Linked DNA regions of Sus scrofa: region 2 is linked to region 1. A link is a contact called in public HiChIP or PLAC-seq data. All regions are on one chromosome and are shown on one strand. The core of a region is the stretch at or near the end of the contact, and the rest is flanking DNA. Distances in the headings are between cores, read along the strand shown.

Region 1 (7,410 bases), core at 2,340-4,839:
CATTATCAGGTTTTTTGGATTTTGTTGTTGTTTTAAACAATTTCCAGGGCTGCATAGTATGGTTAGTAGAGTCAATCTAACCTTTGGTACTTTTTAGAGCTATCATATAATATAGAAGAGCAATAGTCAACAGGAAGAAGCTTAAGTTTTTGAATCATTAAGATATGATTAAGCTCAAAACTTCTATACTGAAATAAGAAAGTATATTTATACAGTTTAGAAAGACTTAACAAGGATTGAAACCAAGGATGTTCATTAGACTCTAGTTAACCAAAAAACATAATAACTTTTTCTGAAGCATTCTGGTTAATCAATATATTATAGTAGCCTGAATTACAGTGTCTTGTAATTTTTGCTAAAATGACGTATTTTTCAGATTCTATTAAACCAATAGAAGAAAGTCTTACTTAGAAAAAGGGTCTGATGTTTAAACATAAAGTGACAGAAAGGATATAATCCTATCCCAGATAAGAATTCTTCAAAATTGGTATATATACTAAAAAAATCACTGAACTATACGCTTTTATTTATTTTTGCCTTTTTGCCTTTTCTAGGGCCGCTCTCGCAGCATATGGAAGTTCCTAGCCTGGGGGTAGAATCGGAGCTGTAGCTGCCATCCTACACTACAGCCACAGCAATGCCAGATCCCAGCTGCGTCTGCAACCTACACCACAGCTCATGGCAATGCCAGATCCTTAACCCACTGAGCAAGGCCAGGGATCGAACCCGAAACCTCATGGTTCCTAGTTGGATTTGTTAACCCTTGAGCCATGACGGGAACTATACACTTTAAATGGGCAAATTTTATCTTATACCTCAATCAAACCGTTTTTCAAAAACTGAGTCGTGTCTTTCTTCTTTATAACATAAAACTTTAAGCTTTTTAAAAAACTGTGTTTAAATACACATAACAGGATTTCCCATTGTGGCTCAGTGAGTTAAGGACCGATGAAGTCTCTGTGAGGAAGCAAGTTTTATTCCTGGCCTAGCTCAGTGGATTAAGGATCTGGCTGTAGCAAGCTGCAGCATAGGTTGGAGATGCAGCTCGGATCTGGTGTTGCTATGGATGTAGTGTAAGCCTCAGCTGCAGCTCTGATTCGACCCCTAGCCTAGGAACGTCCATATGCCACAGGAGTGGGCTATAAAAAGAAAAAAATAAATATATTTAAATAAAAATGTACCATCTTAAGCATTTTTAAGTGTGCAGTTCAATGGTATTAAAAACATCCACATTTTTATGCAACCATCCACCTCCAGAACTTTTTTCATCTTACAAAACTGTATCCATTAAATAACTGCCTGTTCCATCCACACAGTCCCTGAAAAAACTACTAAACCTTAAGGTTTTAAGTGCTTAGTATAAAGTGAAATTCTTACCAGATTATGTATAACATTTGTTAAGGTCCAAGCAACAGGAACACTGAAGAAGGGAATGCTAAGTAAAACGATATGAAGCAAGCCAACTCCCAATGCATATGTCAGCCACATACCCCGGCTGTTCATTACCCGGGTATTTGGATTTACCTCGCTGTGGGCAACTCCAACATTCATATTTGCTCTGCAGGAAAGCAATGAGATGAATCAACACTGATATATAATTGTAAATCTGAACACTCCTAATTCTGACCTGACAAAATACGTGTTACTGACATTATTTTTTCTCTTTATTGTTCTGAACTAGAACAAACAGATGTACAAAATATGCTACTTGGAGATGCTGACGAATAACTCTAAATATTTGACTTTAAGGTAAGACAAAATTTATTTTTAAAGTTCTTGTTGAAAAAAATAAACAGTTAAAATCCCTTTCCTAAAACTCATCTCCTAGCATGTTGGTTTTACTAAATGAAATAATGGGTAGGAAAACTCAAACTGAAGATAAGACCTATATTTTCTTATATCATGAGAGCAAAGTGAAAGGAAGTAAATTTACCAGCAGAATACACTAATATAAAAAAAACTGAATACACTAATATAAAAAAAAGCTGACCCAACCAGTCTGAATAGCCAGACACTCACATCTAATATAATACTATATTCATAAAGAGTAGCCAGAGATCAAATCACTCCTTTATGAATACTGAGAAGGATGAGGAGGAAATTTTACAGGGTCAAGGGGTAAGGTTTGTTTCTCAATCTCGTGACAGAATTAGGTTAAAACAAGTATTCCACATATTTTAACTCTGTTAATTTCTCTAAAACTCTGGTTTTCTTTCTTTCACGAATTGTTTTTATTCTACACATTTTAATTATAGTTAATTTTTCTAAAGCTTTGGTTTTCTTTTCTTCCTTCCTTTCCCCCCTCCCTCCTTCCCTTCTTTCTGAGATTTGGGGACAAGGGGAAGCAGAGCTACATTATACTTGGAACAGCGCTGATTTAAAAATATATAAACTCTTTTCAGAGTTCCAGTAGTGGTGCAGCAGAAACAAACTGGACTAGGAACCATGAGGTTGCCGGTTCGATCCCTGGCTTCGCTCAGTGGGTTAAGGATTCAGCGTTGCCCTGAGCTGTGGTGTAGGTCAGAGACACGGCTGGGATCCTGCCTTGCTGTGGTGTAGGCAGGCAACTGTAGCTCTGATTGGGCCCCTAGCCAGGGAACCTCCATATGCCGCGGGTGCAGCCCTAAAAAGAAAAAAAAAAAAGTACATAAACTCTTTTCTATTACGTAATTAGCAGTGGGAGAGGAATTTCTCATAACTCCATCCAACAAGCATTTCTGAAGAGTTCATTGTCCATTTCTCCCTCCAAAAACATATAGGCTTACGGTAATGAAAGTTGGTTATGCTAAAACGAAACAAAAAAAGTCTCAATTTAAATGTGTAAACATTGGTTCTAATCTAAATATCCATCGTGTATCATAGCTTACTTTTATATGCTGTGAGTTCTACTTAGAAAATGTCGCCACTCAAAATGCTTTTCCCACTTTAAACAGGATAGCACTAAAAAAAAGATGCTCGAAAGAGGCTTAAAATTTAGATTTGAGCTGGAAGGCAAAAACTGACCCAACCCTATCCCAGAAAACCTTTTCTGGGAGTCTGCCGCGCCACTTCAGGACTAACAATGACTTCACAGAGTAAAGAAGACCTATAGGTGTCTGAAGACCAGGGACCCGCAGCGACCCCTTTGAGGAGCCTCCCGCCCGCCCGCCCGCCCGCCAGTCTCAAGCAGCCCTCCACCGGCGGCTGGAGCCCCCGGCCGGTGGAAGTTCAGCAAAAGCGGCTGCTGCTACTGCCACAGCGCCCCACCCCCGCCCCTTTCTTCTCCGAGCGGCACATCCAGTCAGGGCCCGGACCGGGACTGGGGGGCAACCCTGGAAGCCACTTGGTCCGCACAGCCACACAGGGTGCCGCGAACGAAGCCGGAGTCCACTTTTTTCCTTAAAGCCGACCCAGGCGCGCCAGCAGCTCCCAGTGCCACAGGCAGCAGCACAGCCTCGGCGGCCGTTCATTCCCACTCACCCGCCGCACTCTTGGGCGGCCGGCTCAGAGACGTAAGAAGTCCGCGGCAGCGGCGGCGTCTCCTCCGGCCGAATGCTTGTGGTCAGCCTCCGCGCAGCGGCGCGTGGGGCGGCGCAGCTTGCGAAAGCTTTCAGAACAGAACGCGCTGCCACCGGATTGGTTGAGGGCGGTGCCACTCCCACGTTCGCCCGGCAGGGCGGGACTAAAGGCACGGCGCTTGGAGCCCGCCACGCCGCGCGCCCGCTGGGGCTGAGTCGTAGAACCGCGGGGCCGGGGCTGGGCTCCTGCTGGGACGGTGCCAGGACCGCTCTTGGATTGTTAATTGCCCACCTTGAACGAGTAAGAAGGTAGTGTGGTGTGGCTAAGGGGCATCCAATCTTATATGGTCGTAGGCGCGAGAGCCTCCTACCCTCAACTTGTCCCGGTCGGGGCGAGAGCGCTGGCGGCAGCCATGGGTGACCCCTCCTCCCCTCAAGGGGCGGGAAGCGGATGAAGACGGGACCGCGGGCGCGCACACGTGGAAAGCGGTTTCCGTTCAGGTGTGGGCCCCTTAGTGCTTGGTTTGGCATTTCTTGACTAAATCGTGTTTAGGCCTTTGTTGCAGCCCATTCCACAGATCCCTCTGGCAGTAGGTCTCAAAGTTGTTTGCCAGGCAGAAACTTTACTCCCTCAAAGCCATAACAGCCTGTCTTATGAGTGAGTGTGACGTTTTTATAATGTTGTATGTTGTGGCATCATGCAAGTGGGGAAAGCAAACTTTTCAGTTAAGCATAATTTTTACTGGTGTTCTGGGTCTGTCTACATGCTGAACACAGGTCCTTGTTGTATATGCTGAGGAAATGTGGGTACCAAGAATTGATCCTTTTCGAGAATGGGGAGGAAAAAAAATCAGATTATTTGGCATCATGTTTGAAATCTAATTTTATTACCTTGTCAGTACAGCTTTCAACAACATCTCAAAATTGTTGTCAGACAATGTTGACTGTATATATCTTGCTTTTTTTTTTTTTTTTTTTGTCTTTTTCTAGGGTCGCTCCCACGGCATGTGGAGGTTCCCAGGCTAGGGGTCTCATTGGAACTGTAGCTGCCGGCCTCCGCCACAGCCCCAGCAACGCGGGGTCCCTTCCTCGCCTGCAACCCACACCACAGCTCGGGGCAACGCCGGATTCTTAACCCACTGAACAAGGCCAGGGATCGCACCGGCAACCCTGTGGTTCCTAGTGGGATTGGTTAACCGCCGAGCCAACACAGGAACTCCTATCGGTTCTGTGAAACCGATTGGGTTAGATTTATTATGTTCTTTAAATAAATTGTTTCATTATATTCTACTTAAAGTCTATGACTCTGATCTCTACTTCTTTTTAGGTTCACTGTTCTTAACTGATTTTCCTGATCATCAACACTCTTTCAGCAAATATGGAAGATTGATTCCTGACATTCTTAAACATTCTGTGCTGTGACTCCTAAGCCTTCCGCTTTTCAAAATATACCATTTGATACACATACAGTAGAATGCTTGTTATGTTCCAGAGGTCATGCTAGAGATATGAGATTAATATAAAATCTCTATCTTGTGAGAACTCTCAGCCAGGAAGAAGGGATGGAAAAACAATAGTCAGAATAACTTGTGATGAATTTGGGGTTAGAAATAAGGAAAAGATGCTAAGGGAGTACAGAGGAAGGAGTGCCTAACTTGTTGAGGGCAGAGGTTGGAGCAGATAAGAAAGGCTTTCTTGAGGAGGTGAACTAAATATGGGACTGAATTTCATTGAACTAAATCTGGAAGGATGATTAGAAATCATCAGTAGAGAAAGGGAACCTTGTGAGCCAAGAAAGGGGTGAGTGCCCCCACATTAAGAGAGACAATGACTGGCCCAGTGTGCATTTGGAGAATAGTGGGACGAGGTTGGAAATTGTTGAGAAGTTTAGATTTAACCTGGTTAGCAGTTGGAAATCTTTAGAAATTTATTTTATTTTTATTTTCTCACTGTACAGCAAGAGGATCAAGTTATCCTTACATGTATACATTACAATTACATTTTTTTCCCTTACCCTTTGTTCTGTTGCAACATGAGTATCTAGACAAAGTTCTCAATGCTACTCAGCAGGATCTCCTTGTATATCTATTCTAAGTTGTGTCTGATAAGCCCAAGCTCCCAATCCCTCCCACTCCCTCCCCCTCCCATCAGGCAGCCACAAGTCTCTTCTCCAAGTCCATGATTTTCTTTTCTGAGGAGATGTTCATTTGTGCTGGATATTAGATTCCAGTTATAAGTGATATCATATGGTATTTGTCTTTGTCTTTCTGACTCATTTTACTCAGGATGAGATTCTCTAGTTCCACCCATGTTGCTGCAAATGGCATTATGGCATTCTTTTTTATGGCTGAGTAGTAGTCCATTGTGTATATATACCACATCTTCCGAATCCAATCATCTGTCGATGGACATTTGGGTTGTTTCCATGTCCTGGCTATTGTGAATAGTGCTGCAATGAACATGCGGGTGTATGTGTCTCTTTTAAGTAGAGTTTTGTCCGGATAGATGCCCAAGAGTGGGATTGCGGAGTCATATGGAAGTTCTTTGTATAGATTTCTAAGGTATCTCCAAACTGTTCTCCATAGTGGCTGTACCAGTTTACATTCCCACCAACAGTGCAGGAGGGTTCCCTTTTCTCCACAGCCCCTCCAGCACTTGTTATTTGTGGATTTATTAATGATGGCCAATCTGACTGGTGGTATCTCATGGTAGTTTTGATTTGCATTTCTCTTATAATCAGTGATGTTGAGCATTTTTTCATGTGTTTGTTGGCCATCTGTATATCTTCCTTGGAGAAATGTCTATTCAGGTCTTTTGCCCATTTTTCCATTGATTGATTGGCTTTTTTGCTGTTGGGTTGTATAAGTTGTTTATATATTCTAGAGATTAAGCCCTTGTCGGTTGCATCATTTGAAACTATTTTCTCCCATTCTGTAAGTTGTCTTTTTGTTTTCTTTTGGGTTTCCTTTGCTGTGCAAAAGCTTTTCAGTTTGATGAGGTCCCATGGGTTTATTTTTGCTCTAATTTCTATTGCTTTGAGGGACTGACCTGAGAAAATATTCATGATGTTGATGTCAGAGTGTTTTGCCTATGTTTTCTTCTAGGAGTTTGATGGTGTTCTGTCGTATATTTAAGTCTTTCAGCCATTTGGAGTTTATTTTTGTGCATGGTGTGAGGGTGTGTTCTAGTTTCATTGCTTTGCATGCAGCTGTCCAGGTTTCCCAGCAATGCTTGCTGAATAGACTTTCTTTTTCCCATTTGATGTTCTTGCCTCCTTGTCAAAGATTAATTGACCATAGGTGTCAGGGTTTATTTCCGGGTTCTCTCTTCTGTTCCATTGGTCTGTCTGTCTGTTTTGATACCAGTACCACACTGTTTTGATGACTGTGGCTTTGTAGTATTTCTTGAAGTCTGGGAGAGTTATGCCTCCTGCTTGGTTTTTGTTTCTCAGGGTTGCTTTGGCGATTCTGGGTCTTTTGTGGTTCTATATAAATTTTTGGATTGTTTGTTGTAGTTCTGTGAAAAATGTCATGGGTCATTTGATAGGGATTGCATTGAATCTGTAGATTGCTTTGGGTAGGATGGCCATTTTTACAATACTGGAAATCTTTAGAAATTTCAATTAGAATAGCAACATGATGAAATTTAAATTATAGAAAGAACCATATAGGTGATTGGGAATCCAGGCACCATATCAATTAGCTGGTTATTGCAGAGACAGGGAGAAAATGTTGAGTGGCTGAACAGAGGCAGTAGCCAGATAGAGAGAGAAAAGGCCTAGTTCAAGAAATATTTAGGTAGAATAGAGGACTGGGTGGCAGGATAGAGAGAGTGGGGAGGATTTCTAGGATAACTCAAGGTTTCTGATTTTGCCTTGTGAGACTGGATGAGCATAGCTTTTGGAGTCAAATAT
Region 2 (7,410 bases), core at 2,575-5,074, 250 kb after region 1:
CAGGAAAGGGAGGGAAAGATTCAGATGATACAATCATTCTTCCTTTATCCTTTCATTGAAAAATCCTCCTATTCAGATATTTAAGTAATAATTTACTAATCCCCCTGCCCCAATCTTTTCCTCCATATAAGACATTTTTCCTTTCATTTGGAAAAATGAGGAATATATCATATTAACTATCTGTTTAATAATAATCAAAACCTCAGTCATATCACCAACTTTGATCATGAAAATGGTACATATAAAAAAGAACACATTCTTAAGTAATTAATAGTAGTTTTTATCCTGTATCAAAATCAAAATAGACCTGGTAATTATTGGTATTTAAGATTATAAAAAAACAATAACATCATTTTGGGAGTTAATAACGTTTTAATTAAAGAAAAACAGATCACTTGGAGAAGTGTTTAATCTCTTAAAGAATAAGTTTTTATTTAAAGTAGCTATGACTTACTAATTATATATTCTTTTCAAATGAGACCATTTAAAAGCTAAAAAGATAACATTTATTGCTTGCAAGTATAGTATCTTATAAATTATAACAATAAATGGAAGTAAAGAATATGGTCACAATAAATAAGTTTTTGAAAGCAGAAGTAAACAAAAGAAGAGATGAACCAGAAGAGCAAGTACCTTTAAATTTATACTAGGTTTTAAAATGGTTTTTATTAGTTTTTATAATATATAAGACATTGTCATCTTTTTGGCCTTGGAATAAATTAGTTGGCATTACCTAAGTAAATTCTTGCAAAAGAATAGTGAGATAGTTCAGAACTAAGTTGAGTGTTACAGGTTTACTAGCCTAAAGTTTTAAATTTTATTAAGGGCAATTCACAAAGTAATCTACATACATATTAGTGCATCAACAGCCTACAAAATAATGAACATATTTATCATGAGGGGATCTTAAATATATTATATTTAATAGTATGTAAGTCTAAACATGTTGTAGTTAATTGCTATAAATAAAAGCATTTCATTTTTAATTATGATTTTTAGAGTTTATTTTTTTCTGCTTTATTAAACCAAAAGGTTTTAACACACTTGGCACTCTTCTAGGGAAAAAATATTTACTTGGGTATATACTAGAATCCAATATGAAGATTTCATGTTTTATTCATATAATCATATGGCATATCAATGAAAAGCAATTTGTGTTTCATTTCCAATTCAAAAGAATTTCCTAAGTTAAGGATTATAGTAAAACTTTTTTCTTCTAAATCCTCATGCAAAGTAAAAGTATCAAGAGGGTATTTCATAGGATATGAAACTGAACACCTACTTTTATTGGGTACAGGGCTACCATTGGGGTAAGATACTTTTGTCTAGCTTAGGAAACTGGTAGTTATTTTCCACTACTACTCATTCACATTATGAATAAAAACATAACAAGATTTTAAGAGTGTTATTTTCAGTAAACTCTTACCAGCCCATCTTCTCCTGGTCCTGGGAAGGTTACAGCAAGATCATGACCATTCTCATCTAAAGCTTTGATTTCAATGCCTAAGTTGGATTCAGGTTGTTTGAGCCAATTTTGCAACACTGTCTTCACATCAATGCTCTGCCAAATACCAGTGCCTGGGTTCATGTCAAGTTTCAGAGATCGGATTCCAGTATACCTTGTACCGTCTTTCATGGGTTTGATGAGTCTCAGGATTTGCACAAACACTGTTGTAGGAGTCTTGACGGGTCTCAGATATATCCACAGTTGGGCCTTTACTACTTTATTGTATTGTATTTTAGAGCTAAATTTAAAGAAGCAGCATTTGGGTTTTCCTTCCACTTGCATTAGAAGATCAGCTAAAAATGAGTAAAAAAAGAAAAGAGTTATTGAAATTGTTTCATGAAAAATGAACAAACTCCTTCATATTAATCAGTGAGCTTTTTTTCTATTGGAATAGTGCATGCATATTTAGTCTTTTAAAATGAAAAACTGTAGAATTTCATTCATAATTCAGAAAAATATCAAATGAAATAATTACTATAGCTTTTCAGATTTTTTTCAATATGTTTTTTCAGCTGTTTATGAGAAACCTACTTCCTTTCTAGAAAACTGTAGACTAAAGAAAATTCTGTAAAGGAATGAAGAGTGGATGAAATTTTAAAATGATGATGATTAGAGAGAACAAGAGACACTGTGGAGGAACATCCACTTAGAATTCTTTGGGAATCTGAGTAGTTACACTTACTGAGCAGCTGTACCAATCAGTCTGGAAGAAGGAACCCTTCCCCCAGGCCTGAATTACCTGGGGACGAGACACACTGAGCAACTAACTGAGCCTCGGGAATTAGTAGAAAATATAGTACATCTGTTATGTTTTGGCCTGGGATAGCTTTTTTAAAGGAACCAAACTAGAAGGCACTTAGCACCAGAATTTAAATGTTGCATTCAGGCTATCTCAAAACTTAGAAAACATTGTTAAGGCCATGCTGTCATTGTAAGCAGAAGCATTTAGAAACAGCTTTCCTTTTGGTTTTCCAAGATTGTTTATAAATAAGGCAAATCTACTCTAGGATTATCTGATAGCATAGTTTTCAAGAAAAATTATTTGTTGCATTATAGCCTAATTACTTAATAAGAAGAATAATATTTTGAAACTGTTTTGAGTCTAGTTTAAAGTGGGTAAAGCACTGTATAAAGCAAAATCACAGACACATGGCACAAAAATCTTTCTTGTCATGCCTTCTCTGTTAAGGTGCCTGTCTCCCTTTCCTTGTGTATACTTTTGAACTGATTGTAATAGGAATGGTATGAAATATATTGTCCTTCATAAGCAATGTGGATACTACAGGTAATAGTTCTTTCTCCCTCCTATGAAAAAGAAAATAATATTGTAGAGCTTATTAAGCATGTGCCTGCCTGGAAATATTCAGACAGGGTACTCTCAACAATAGTACCATGGTCAAGGTATAAGCAGGACTTTGTGAGCCATAACCTACTTGATAAAATGTTTATTTCTTGGCATTTTCTGATAATTAGCTCATAATTACCATTATGCTATGTTTACTTCATCATTGCTCTTACCAAAACATTAAATTTTTTAAAAATATTTTTTATACTTTCCAGTGTAATAGCTTTCAAAATTAGACATTTTAATTTGTGAAGAACATAGAAACACTGTGAGAAATCGTTCTGAATAACAGAAGTCATTCTAGGGGTGCAGCAAATGCCCCAATGGGGCTCAATATCTGCAAATTTACATCTTCCCTTCTTTATCATTAGTGAAAAAAACCTGTTATTACAAATGCCTATTTCAGACAACCAACCTTTTTTTCCACATTGCTTGTAGAAACTCCCAATCCTTGCCTTGGTGGCATTAAGCTGTGAAAGCATAAGCATGTTATATTTGTCTTATTAAACTATATAACAATGCTATGCAAGCATTTTATTTTTTATTTTCAGCTGTTTAGCTAAGGAAAACAATAATACAGCAGCTTTCAGTCTCATTAGTTTATTTCTCATGAAATCTTGAAAAAAGAAACTCTTTTCCCTCCTACTTACGTACAAGCCAACAGCTTGTTAAAAGAGCCTGAAAATAGATCTGTTTCTCATAAACACTGGAACAACAGTCAGCAGAATTGTTGATATACACTAATAGGACTACTTACACTCTGTAGGCATGGTAATGATCGTTTCCGTCGTAGCGTGATAATCATCATCTTCCAAGGAGCCATCACTGCTGTCATCTCTCTGGACATCGTACTGATCAATCAGTTCCCGGAGTGGAGGAGCTTTGGGCAAAAGTTGTCTTATAGCATCTTTGCTAATGTTAGGAGCTGTTTCCAGGCGAAGTTTACTGAGGATTTGAATTTTTATGGCTTCTAGTCTTGAAGATTTAGTGTTTTGTCTCCACATACATGCATTACACAGCCCCTCTTTTTCCACATTTTCCTTTTGCTCGCTGTTCTCATTCAGATCCACGGGACCAGCAACAATCAGCATAAACAGGTAAATATAAACATAGATTTGCAGTTTTTGCATGATTTTAAAATCAATACAATCTTTCTCCTTGTTCTTATTTCTTCCTTTTACTTTTGCTTTTGAGTAACGCCAAGCAAAATTTTAATGCCTGCACTGTCTGAGAGACAACTTGCCACACCAGTGAATCTTTTATACTGTATTCCAAGTGGCTTTTTATATTCCACTTGATGAGACAAGTGTCGTCAGGATCTATGATTGGCTCTTGCTCCACAATGAATCTCGCTGTCAGAGGTTAAAACCCTGTCTGTCACAAGTCACCAAACAGTATTTTGTTACAGTCAAGGGTGAGCTGATTCATTTGACTACTTCATAAAAGAAATAAATCTACAAATAATGAAAGATATATGTGACATTTGAAAAATTAAAATCTATGTTAACAATAATATAAACTGCACTTAAATATTATTAATCTTTATTAGTGAAACTTTAAAATTGTAATTTAAATAAGTAATTCTTTTACACTTCATACTTAAAAAGTTGAAATGTCTTTTTCCTCAAAAAAATAAAATGATTTTACATTATTTAGACAAACATTTGAGGAAAAAAGAATTTTATTTGCTGTTTTAAATTATTTTTAGTCCTGTGTAATCAGAGAAATACAGATTTAAATTAGGAAGACCTGAATTAAAATTTAAGATTGTGATACTAGTAAAATATATTCAGCTATAATTTGAGAAACTTGTTTTCCTGACTAAATTTCTAGTACATAATGAAAATCATACTTATTCTGTTATATTACACATGGAATTATTTTTAAATAATATCTTTTATTCACGTGAAAATCGTGCTCAGTTTTCAACTGATTTTCTCCTATCCTAAAGTTGCAGATTAATATTGCTCAGAAGATGTGTTTTTTCATTGTTTATTACCAAGAGGATAATGTCAGCTATCTGAGCTTAGAATAAGCTTAGAATAACTTAGAATAGAAAGATAATGAATTTTATGACTGATAATGCAGTTTGCCTCAGATTTCCAGTGGTGAAAGTAAAAAATGTAGTATCTATTCTCTGTAAATTATGCCCAAGTATTGTAAACACATAAAAGAGAAGGAGCACCATAATAAAGGGTGCCCATTTTTCTGTTTCCCAATTCTGTGCTAGGTTTGCACCCCTTTGCCAGTTTCTCATTTGACCAGAGGGCAGACACCTGGCAGGGATTTGGGGTAAGGTCTGGGAGCAGAGAATAGAGCTTTTTGTTCTCTAAATTTAAGTGGCCTCTGTAGAGCTCAAACTCTCAACCTTAGCTTTAGGAGCCACAAGATCTAATCAAATGAACTATTAAAGAGCTAAACAAACATAGCCAGTGAGAAACAGAAGCTGTTTCCAGGCCACAGGAGATTTATTCTTCCTACTCCTTTTGGGGAAGCTAAGGACTCCTAAGAGAGTTAATCCATTACTTTTTTTTTTTTCCAAGAGAATGCAGTGGTTCATATCAAATATTTATTTTTTAGGTCACTACTTTTGCACATTGTACACTCATTTACTGCCTCAGTGCACTAAAATGCAACTCAGTAGCCTGAAAAGTTAATGCATTTTCATCAAATTCTTAGGAGGTATCTACATCTCTTGAGAAAAATGGCCTTACATAATGCATTAGACTTGCTCATCATTAAAGATTAAGGAAAAACAGACACAAACCAGATGCCCTGAAGGATTTCAGAAATTCTTTGTTGTGGAGCAATATTAGATCAGGCTTATAAAGGGTTTTTTTGGTAAATTTATTTTTCAACATATAAATCTTTGTAATATTATAATAATCATAACATATGCTCCTATACACTTCTGAGTAAATCAGATATTTTTTTTTTTAAACTTGAATAGAATTGCAAAGCTGTTGGGAAATAGGCTTTGGAGTCAGATAGACCTGAGTTCAAATCTCAACTTTGCCACTTCTAACAGTGTAATAATGGATGAGATACTTAGCTTCTCTAACCTTCAGTTTTGGGGGATGTAATTCAATAATGCATGTAAATTGCTGAGTATAGTGCCTGTCACATAGTAAGTGATTGATAACTAGTACTTGAATGTTTGGTCTTTGTTTCATGCAGAGGGGTTTGAGATAATGCTTAAGTTTATCCTCCACATGAACTAGAACTGCTTCAGGTTGTAGCTGCCAATTATCAGTTCACATAGGCTAGCTCTCTAGGCCTCTGAGGCAAGTGAAATATTCCAAGACAACCCTATCACAAGCCACATTTCAGCTCTTTATTCTTAGTACCTGGAGTAAAGGAAACAAAGCTGTCATTTCCGTACAGCTAATGCTCGTTATTCATGGATTCCCTGTATGCAAATTTGTCTACTTGCTGAAATTTATTTTTAACTCCAGAATCAATACTCATGGCACTTTGATAGTCATTCAAATGCCTGTACAAAACAGCAAAAATCTTGAGGACACAGGGTCCCAGTTGAGGTCAAACAAGGCAATTCTCTGCCTTGTTTCAGCTCTCAGATTTAAGCAAGTGCCCTCTTTGCAATCTGTATAGTACCATGTTTTTCACATTTTTACTTGTTTTTTTAGGGGATGATTCTGCTGTTTAAAATGGTCCCAAAGCATAGTGCTGTGCTCCTACATACAGGAAGGCTGTGATGGAAAGGAGAATGGTGGTTACCAGGTGCTGGAGGAGAGGTGGGGTGGGATGGGGGAAACCTACTGTTCAATAGATACAAAATTTTCAATTTGGGAAGGTCAAAAAGTTCTGGAGATGGATATTGATCATGATTGCACAACAATATAAATGTATTTAATGCCACTGAACTGTACACTGAACTGTCTTATGTATATTTTACCACAATTTAAAAAAAAGAAGGTTGTGCTATGACTTAGGGAAAATAATTTCCTTAATGGAAAAATATGTGTATTATGTAAGCATAATTCAGGCTTGAGTTATAGTGTGTTTGCCTATGAATACAATGTTAATAAATCAATAATATATATTAAATAAATATTTTAAAACAGAAATGAACATAAAACAAGGTTATATATTGATTGGTTGGTGAAAATGTGACCAGAGGCTGATAGGAACCTAACTTTGTACTTCCCCTAGGAGCAATGGCTCAGTGATCCATCATTCATTCAGTGTTGGCAGTGATTTGATAGAACACAACTGCTATGAATAATGAGAATCAACTGAGTCTAATCAACTGTGCTCAAGGTCAGTATTGAATGAGTTAATAGGTACTCAAGAAGTTTTGAGAACCTATATTCCTTCTCCAGTGTCAGTGACTGCAATCTTTCCAAAGCCCCAGAGAAGGAAGGTTCACCAGCCATAGGAACCATCACTGTGGTGTGACTGATGGGGGCCTAGCCTTGGCTGCATTCATGAAGAATGGACTGTGTCATCAGAATGAGTGAGTAGAGAATCCCTTCTAGTTAATTGGGAGGGTGTGGTCCACCAGCTTGTTGGCTTTGTCTTAGGTGTTCCGTATTTG

Evidence for each region. HiChIP or PLAC-seq counts read pairs in DNA pulled down with a chosen protein or histone mark.
Region 2: an H3K27ac HiChIP or PLAC-seq map of skeletal muscle shows a contact between it and region 1, with 3 times the contacts expected there. The contact joins the promoter of C15H2orf88 here to the promoter of ORMDL1 in region 1. A contact is called at or near these places in 2 of 5 promoter capture datasets (fetal skeletal muscle and liver), 1 of 47 Hi-C or Micro-C datasets (skeletal muscle) and 1 of 2 datasets of contacts at active chromatin or transcription factors (skeletal muscle).

What each region holds. Positions count from the first base shown.
Region 1 is chr15:94,373,742-94,381,151 of Sscrofa11.1, forward strand. ORMDL1 (ORM1-like protein 1) reads right to left here and starts at 3,590. Exons shown (of 4, transcript XM_001926349.6): 1 at 3,460-3,590; 2 at 1,378-1,558. The coding sequence starts at 1,551. PMS1 (PMS1 protein homolog 1) reads left to right here. Exons shown (of 14, transcript XM_021075394.1): 2 at 1,682-1,749.
Region 2 is chr15:94,624,459-94,631,868 of Sscrofa11.1, forward strand. It overlaps C15H2orf88 (small membrane A-kinase anchor protein), which reads left to right and starts at 3,825. Exons shown (of 8, transcript XM_021076261.1): 1 at 3,825-3,949; 2 at 6,500-6,593; 3 at 7,026-7,133; 4 at 7,222-7,329. It overlaps MSTN (myostatin), which reads right to left and starts at 3,982. Exons shown (of 3, transcript NM_214435.2): 1 at 3,610-3,982; 2 at 1,427-1,800. The coding sequence starts at 3,982.